Regions from separate parts of the Zea mays genome. Here regions 1 and 2 are each linked to region 3. The links are chromatin contacts, called in public Hi-C maps. All regions are on one chromosome and are shown on one strand. The core of a region is the stretch at or near the end of the contact, and the rest is flanking DNA. Distances in the headings are between cores, read along the strand shown.

Region 1 (2,940 bases), core at 84-2,583, 260 kb after region 3:
GGCCATTCGGACAACCGAGTTAACCCTAGCTGTCAAAGTTCGCCATGAACAAATGCATCGATCTACTTAAAATGTGAAGTACATGTAAACCCTAGGGTTATTCGAAGGAAGGTGTTTTTGGGAGACGGATTCAATCCGAGCTGAAGAACTTGGAGCAGCGATTGATGTACCTTGGACCTTGAAGCTCGAATGACGCAGATCGGCTCAGCGTAGATCTGTCGGCGAATCGATGAACTCCCGTTGACCTCCACCCCGCAGACGACGAACTGGCGGACACAGACGACCGGCGGCGGCGTCTTCGCACGGATCGGCCGGGTCGCCGCTCCGCGAACTTGGCCGCTGGATCCGCGTTGCCGACGACGTCTGCTGCTCGCCGCCCGGACCAACAGAAAGGATTCGCGGCCGACGGCGGATCCACGGCCGACGGCGGATCCACGGCTGCCTTCTCCTGGAGCGGTGCGGTCGCCCTTGAATCGCCTGGACCTCCCTCGTCGGAGTTTTCCGACCGCGCGCGCTTGTCTGGGAAGCTACCGGCCGAGGGGGAGGCGAGCGCCATAGCGTCCCCTTCCATTTAGCGAGAGAGAGAAAGAATCGGGAGGGGAGAGGAGGAGGAAGAGGGAAGCGTTGAAGGGGAAGGGGGCGTACTGTAGCCCCTATATGGGCTACAGTAATAGGAGAGGGGGTGCCAAGGGTGCACCGTTGAACATAGTCTGAGCACGGCCGAGAAAACAGGCTTACACGTTGACATGGGCTCCGTTTGGTTCAGCTTCTGGGGCGCTTCTGGCCACCAGAAGCCGCTTCTTGGACCCAAACGCTCAGATTCTTGAACAGCTTCTATGAAAAGCGCTTACAACAGAAGCTCACAATACACACGACCAGAGAAGCGGGTGGCTTGCGGCTGCTGAGAGAAGCGGGTGCATTTCTTCACCATGGATCATCAGTTCCTTTCATTTGAAGCAATGTCCCTTCTGATTTGTTCGGCCCTTCATTCCTTGCGATTAAGAAGATCGAATCTTTGAGGTCGTTTGGAAATTTAGTAAGGAGAGAACTAGTGTATGATTTTCACCGAGAGTTCATCCTGCTCTGTGCACTTGCATAACGTGTTTGTACTTCTATTTTCTAAACAATTTGTACACGATTTACATGTTTGTTTAAAGTATACACTCAGTAGATTCTTTCAACAGCTAGGTTACCAAACACCCAGATTCTTAACAGACAGCTTTTCTCCACAGCCAGCTTCCCTCCACAGCTAGCTTTTCAGAAAAGCTCTTCAGAAAAAAGCCGATCCAAACAGACCCATGGGCCCACCAGCCAACACAATAGACACAATCCAAACTCACATTTTCCTCTTCGTCTGCCATCGACTCATCGTGTGGCTCTTTCATTGCGGCCAGCAGCTCCAGCCTCCAGCAACGGTGAGCGAGGCCCCGGGACCTCTCCTCTCTCCCCGCCGCCGCTGTTCTTGCACCGAGGCAAGTGCTCCTCCTCACTCGTCCCCTGCTAATCTGCTATAGACCGATTAGTCTGCACTGTATATCCCTTCTATTCCAATCCACTGTTCTCCAGTATTTGCGGTAGATTAGATTAAATGAATTCGGAACATAGCTCAGGGCCGTGGCTATAAGCCATCACTTGTAGATTGATCTCAGGTGTACCAATACCAACCTTACTTTCGTGATCTTTTCAGAGAACTCCAACTTTTCGCGAGTTGAGGGTTGGCCTTGGGAGGAGGCGGGGCAATGGGCAGCAGCACGGCGGAGAAGTTCAGGTTCTGCATTGACAGGGGCGGCACCTTTACTGACATCTATGCCGAGGTACCCGGGAGAAGAGAAGGCTACGTCATGAAGCTTCTCTCCGTCGACCCGTCGAACTACGACGACGCGCCCATCGAAGGGATCAGGAGGATCCTGGAGGAGTTCTCTGGAGAGAGGATCCCCCGGTCGGCCAAGATCCCCACCGGCAGGATCGAGTGGATCAGGATGGGCACCACGGTCGCCACGAACGCCCTCCTGGAGAGGAAGGGCGAGAGGATCGCGCTTTGCGTGACAAGGGGGTTTAGGGATTTGCTCCAGATCGGTAACCAGGCTCGCCCGAACATATTCGACCTCAAGGTGTCAAAGCCGTCGAATCTTTACGAGGAGGTGATTGAGGTCGACGAGCGAGTTGAGCTCGTTCGGGATGGTGACAGAGATGAGTCATCTGTTGAAGGGATCTCTGGGGAACTGGTGAGGGTGTCAAAACCTGTCGATGTCCAAGCACTGAAGCCTCTGTTGAAAGGTTTGCTTGACAAGGGGATCAGATGCTTGGCAGTGGTGTTGATGCATTCGTACACTTATCCTCACCATGAACTCCTGGTTGAGAAGTTAGCTCTGGGGATGGGATTCAAGCACGTATCATTGTCTTCGTCTCTGACACCGATGGTCCGTGCAGTGCCTCGGGGCCTGACGGCAAGCGTGGACGCGTATCTCACACCAGTGATCAAAGAGTACCTATCGGGATTCATGTCGAGATATGAAGGGGGCTCTGAACAAGTGAATGTGCTATTTATGCAGTCAGATGGAGGACTAGCACCAGAGAGGCGATTCTCTGGGCATAAAGCAGTATTGTCAGGCCCTGCAGGTGGCGTGGTTGGCTATTCGCAGACCTTATTTGGACTTGAGACATCCAAGCCACTGATTGGGTTTGACATGGGAGGTACATCCACAGATGTCAGCCGCTATGATGGAAGCTATGAACAAGTTCTGGAGACACAGATTGCTGGGGCTATTATTCAAGCTCCCCAGCTTGACATAAACACTGTGGCTGCTGGTGGCGGATCAAAGCTTAAGTTTCAATTTGGCGCTTTCAAGGTTGGGCCAGAATCTGTTGGAGCACACCCTGGTCCAGTTTGTTACCGAAAAGGTGGTGAGCTAGCAATTACCGATGCCAATTTGATCCTAG
Region 2 (2,766 bases), core at 93-2,592, 160 kb after region 3:
GGTTGGTTATTTTAGGGTTTTGTTTTTTGCTAGTCTGCTAGTTGCCTTGCTGTTTTGCCTTGTTGGGCTAGGACCTGAGGCCTGGTGCGCTGTCGTGCTAGGCTTGGTGGCCGGCTCGGCCTCAACTCATTCATACAAACACGACAGGTGTACACGTATGAAATACCCATGGGTAATCGGGTTCGGATTATTGCTTTCCAAACCCATACCCGTTTACCCAATGGGTGGAGATTTTGTCCCATATCCATACCCATGGGTACAATTTTTGTCCCATACCCGTACCCTAATAGGGGAATTCCCCACGGGTTAGCGGGTATCGGGTCCCCATTGACATCTCTAGTCCGAAGATACCTGTTCACACATTATACTCCAGAAACATTGTTAAATCATGTCTTTGAGGACCTTCGGAAACCGAAGGCCCCCAACACCGGATTATCGAGTCTAGTCATAAGCTTGAGCTCACCCTCTAAATTATAATATAAAATCTCAAAAATAATTTTAATAACATATTTTAAATTATTAAATAAATATATTACTAATATAATATAGAAAGTAGATTAATTCTGTACTTAATCTTAAATAACATAAACTAATTGTATATTTTATATTAACACTATAACATAATTAGGATTTTATGTAACATTTTGTTGTTGGATTGAGTCAGCTCACGAGCCGTAACTAACCGAGTCGAGTTGGCTCGCTCTTTTAACGAGCCACAAAAACAGGCTCGGCTCGAGCTTGTTATGAACATCGAGCTGCTGTGAGTTTAAGCCGGCTCGTTGAGGTCGAGTTTTTTTCAGCATACCCGTGAAAAATCTATTTATTTGCTTTGCTAAGGCATCAGGTTTAACATGTAAAACAGGTATAAAAGAGGGTTTTTTCTGTAAGAATGCAACCTCTCATGCTCACAATGGTCTTGCGCCGCCCATGTCCGATCGGACGGTGCGCCTCCTCGATCGATCCGAGCCGTCCTCCCTTTGGTAGCTCTGCGTCTATAGATGGCCAAAAAGCACGAGGCACTTGAACCCGGCACGAAGCCCGCTTTTTGGGTCCGGTCCGAGCCCGGCACGGTAGAATAAGCGGGCGGGCTTGACAGGAAACTAGGCACGGCGGGCTAGCGCGGCACGGCCCGTTTACCTCTAAGCCCGTTAAACCCGTTTTTTACACTAAAATGTGCTTACCGGCCCGCTTTTCGGCCCGTTTTTTTCGTGCTAAACGGGTCGGCTCGGCCCGTTTAGACCCGCTGCGGGCCGAACTTGGACAGAAAATTAAGCCCGCTGGCTCAGCAGGCCCGGCCCGTTTGGCCATCTCTATGTGCGTCTCTCCTCTCTCACTGCGTCCCTTCCTGAACCCTGTGTCGCTCACGGAACCACGGTCCTAGCGCCGCCGCGAGAGTCGTGACGACACATGGCGGCCGCACTCCTGCCGGAGACGGCGCCACGGCTGCTGACGCCGGAGACGCTCCGCACGGCGGCGAAGCAGTCCCAGGGCATCCACCTCGTCCCCCTCTCCCTCCGCCGCGCCATCAAGCGCTACCTCCGCGGTAACCGATAGACGCGCCCCGCGCGCCACCTGCTCGACTGATTGCCTCCCCTGCTAACCCCTTTCGCTCGCACAGACCAGGACAGGGCGCACATGAACCGCAAGGTGCTGCTGCTCTCGGCGTCCTTCGACCGCGCCAAGGGCACCGGAGCCGAGCTAGCCGCGGCCGCCACTCGCGCCGCGCTCCTCGACGACCCCAACGCGCCGTCGGGCGCCGAGCAGCGGTCGGCGCGCTGGAAGGTGCGGTCGGCCTACGGCGATATTGGCCTCCGGTACCGCGAGGACGAGACAGTTGCCTACGTCGCGTCACGCATGCCAGCCATCTACGCCGCGTGCCACCGCGTGCTACGCGAGGTCGCTACCATCAGAACTCGCTGCTTCTACCGTCCTTACCGAGCTGAGTTTGTTTATAGGGCGTTTGGTTTGAGGAATCACTATATTCCAAATGAGTTGGTGCATGATAGGTTCATTCCTCAAATTTAAATTTGGTAGGATGATCTCATTCCTCATATTAATACTAACTAATTATGAGGAATTAGGTGATGATAAATCAACATATTTAATTCTACAAACTAAACAAAAAAAATGAGGAGTGAGAAGATGATGAACCAACTCATTTTTCAAATAAAACACCCTATTAACGTTGCACGTTCATGGACCGCTTCATGGGCTTTGCAGGTTAGACGAAGGTTGCCAGAGTTTGCGCCTGCCAAGGTGTTGGATTTTGGCGCCGGGCCAAGTTCAGCTCTTTGGTAAGGATGTCCTGATTTACATCTGTTATTGCTGTTTTTTTTACACAGGCTTAATATGTCTATGAGAAAGCAGGGCAATGAGGGCAGTGTGGCCAAAATCAATAGAGAGGGTTAACCTGGTCGAGCCTTCCAAGGAAATGCAAAGAGCAGGGCAGAGTCTTCTCGACAGTAAGCTTAACTCTCGCTTTTGCTTACTTGTTGGGATTTGTATTCAATTGTCCAATTGATTGGCTGACGCTCTGGTGGCACAAAGTGGTATATGTGTTGCAACTTGCAAGCATGTAGGAATTTTAGTCTTACTGTAAATAATGTAAATCATAACACAGTCACTGACCATGCGCCATAAAGTTATATAAACTCTACAATGTAAATCTGAGTCTTGCACTTTTATCTGGAAAAGTTCATTATTATTTTGTCTTACATGAGCATGGTGCTGCTTCAGTGTCATACAAGTGTTAATTGCTTTATTCAT
Region 3 (2,897 bases), core at 194-2,693:
TGAGCCGGACGAGGGATTGGGGCGGAAGGCCGTGTGGGGAAGGAGTGAGTGGCTTTCCTCTTTTCTTTTTATTTTTTATTTAGCTTTTGGCTTCCTTTCCCCTTTTTGAATTCGAATTCAAATGTATTTCCAAGTTTTAAGTGTATGCATACCAAGATAACTTGACAACCGGAAATTAATGCTCCAACATGAGATGCAACAATCATAATCTCTCAAGGATTTTGTTTTATTTTTTAAGTATTGCCAAAATCATTCTCCCTTTTAAGAAAAGAGAAAAAGGAAAAAACGGTAACACCTAAATTTTAGGTGTTGAACAAAGAAATTGTTGTTTTCAAATATTCAGGGTTTTACAACTACCGTGTGCAAGATGTGTGGAGTCGGCTAGAGTCCATGGGGATCGACTTTGATCTAGAGACTCCGGTTCATTCCAAAGAAATATAAAGAGTTTTTTTTCAAAAGTTTTGATGCATCACTACGGTGGAAAAGATGGAAACTAGTGTGAAGTTTTTCTCATCGTTTCTCCTGTTTTTCGTTCATTCCGTCCTCCTTAAATTATGGTGGAATAAAGTTTTATTTTTATTTTTATTTTCATATTTTCCCTTTTTGGTTATGTCTCTGTCTTTTCGGTTTGGGTTACATATGTAGTGCAACTGCAACCGAACCAATTAGCCCAACCATACAACCATGCTAATGATGTGCCTCTATTTTGATGCGTACGTTATCTACTTAATAATCAAACAAATGAAATTACAATATGATAAAAAAAAGACGGGCTTTACCTATACATGTGCCATGCCATTTTCATTGAGAACTGTAACGTGGAGAACCTAGAAAGTTAATGGCTTCGTACAATGTGAGCTGGAAGAGAGGCATATGTGAATTAACTATATCCATGCTTCACATGTTTCACATATCCTAGATGCAGGTATCCACTGATGATATAGAGAATCTAATTCAAAGATGTGATTTAGACTCACTATTTATTTTTAATAGCATCTAGAATAGCACGTACCCACTACCCAGCGATGATATAGAATCTGATCCAAAGATGTAATTTAGGGTTTATTTAGAATCACTATAGTTAATAGTTAGCCAACTAATAAATTATTAGATGGGTTGAGCCTGCTAACGAATTATTGTTAGTTGTGAGGTAGAGCCACCAATTGGCCAAAGGCAATCCAGTTCCACATGCGACAAGACAAGACACGTGGAACCCAGCCTGTCGACCGGGGTCATTGGGGTAGGCGTTGCGAGGCTGCTACCACGACACGCGGAGGCCACTGCATGTCTGCACTGGCAAATGGCAATCTGGCATGCGGAGCCGAGCCGACGGTTCACAAAAACCAGCAGGCCGACGATGATATGTTGTTATGTGCCACTTGTCGAATCGACCGGTCCCCCCCACCACAACACCTTTTGCACTCCCCCACCCACCCACACACCACGCTACACCAGTAGGAATCGCGGGAGACGCTCGTCGTCCTCAGTCCTCACCGTCGTAACCGTCTTCGGACCTCCCACGCCAACGCGCTCGTCGTAGCCAGTAGCCCCACCAACACGTGCGGGTGCGGCACACCACGTAGGAGCTTCCTTTAAAACCTCGTCGGATGGCTGGGCTCCCGCCGCAACCCCAGCACGTCCACGCCCTCCCCCTCCTCCTCCTCGTCGTCCTCCCCTGCCTCATCCCCTGTCTCCGCGCGACGACCGAGATGGCGCCAACCGCCGCCACCGCCGGCGCATCCGACGAGGGCGCCAGCGCGCTGCTCGGGCTCCTGCAGCGGGTGCAGTCGGAGGCGCTGCGCACGCTGGGGCCTCACGACTTCGACCCCAAGTTCTACGTCGACCTGCCGCTGGCGACCGACGAGCGCGCCGCGGCGGCCGCCCTTGCGGCGCTGCCGCGCCCGTCGCCGTCGCGGGCGGAGCTAGACGACTTCCTGTCCCGCTACTTCGGGGACCCCGGGTCCGATCTCGTGGCGGACGTCCCACCGGATTTCGAGCCCGAGCCGCGCGGGTTCCTGCCCCACGTCCACAGCCCCGAGGCGCGGGCGTGGGCGCTGGAGGTGCACGCGCTGTGGAAGCGCCTGGCGCGGCGGGTGGCGCCCGACGTCGCGGCGCGGCCGGACCGGCACACGCTGATGCCGCTGCCCGGCAGGGCCGTCGTGCCGGGATCCAGGTTCCGGGAGGTATACTACTGGGACTCCTATTGGGTCATCAGGTACCCCTTCTCCTGCCTGATCCGCCCCCGCTCGCTTGGTTTCATCGCCGCTTTGCTCCTTACTACTATATTTAAGTTTTGGACGAAATGGTAGTTCTAGATCACCCACCGGATCACGTACAATAATCCGTGGTTTTTTTTCCATTGGGGTTTGGGAGGGGCAAATTGATGAATCCAGGTCCTGTCGTCCTGACATGGAGTTCGATAGTACGTGTTCTTCTCCCGTTAGTTGTCGCTGCTGCGGTCCCACATGTAAGGCAATGTCTCGATTTTCATTTGTGTCTTCCTGCGTTCATTGTACGCTTTGTCATCACCTTGTCTGTTCTGTTCGTCGTATGCTTCGTCATCGCTGTCTCTTGTGTTCGTCGTGCGCCTTTTGTCATCTCCATACAGGAGTTAAAGACTGTGTACGCCTGACTTTTCTATGGGTGCTGGCCGCCGTGCTGTGGGCTGTGGCCTTGGCATTGGAATTAGTTTTCTGAAAAAGAGTCCTTGCTTTTATCTGTCCTAGTTCCTACTGATCTGTTATATGGCTGTTAAATTTTTTTTGTACCTACTGTATAAGCTACTCGCACTGACCCAATGATCTGTTATATGTCTGTTAATTTTTTTTGTACCTACTGTATAAGCTACTCGCACTGACCCAAATGGACATCGGGAACGAACTAACACCCATTCTTGT

Evidence for each region. A called contact is a pair of places that touch in the nucleus more often than the background predicts.
Region 1: a contact with region 3 is called in a Hi-C map of leaf, with 7 times the contacts expected there. The contact joins the promoter of LOC103637109 here to the promoter of LOC100280412 in region 3. A contact is called at or near these places in 3 of 25 Hi-C or Micro-C datasets (bundle sheath, ear and leaf).
Region 2: a Hi-C map of leaf shows a contact between it and region 3, with 5 times the contacts expected there. The contact joins the promoter of LOC100501202 here to the promoter of LOC100280412 in region 3. A contact is called at or near these places in 3 of 25 Hi-C or Micro-C datasets (ear, leaf and tassel).

Annotation. Positions count from the first base shown.
Region 1 is chr1:80,568,769-80,571,708 of Zm-B73-REFERENCE-NAM-5.0, reverse strand. It overlaps LOC103637109 (5-oxoprolinase), which reads left to right and starts at 1,333. Exons shown (of 2, transcript XM_008659374.3): 1 at 1,333-1,472; 2 at 1,688-2,940. The coding sequence starts at 1,740.
Region 2 is chr1:80,666,092-80,668,857 of Zm-B73-REFERENCE-NAM-5.0, reverse strand. It overlaps LOC100501202, which reads left to right and starts at 1,342. Exons shown (of 12, transcript NM_001351955.1): 1 at 1,342-1,543; 2 at 1,619-1,896; 3 at 2,221-2,294; 4 at 2,368-2,462. The coding sequence starts at 1,408.
Region 3 is chr1:80,824,536-80,827,432 of Zm-B73-REFERENCE-NAM-5.0, reverse strand. It overlaps LOC100280412 (trehalase1), which reads left to right and starts at 1,443. Exons shown (of 11, transcript NM_001361071.1): 1 at 1,443-2,215. The coding sequence starts at 1,608.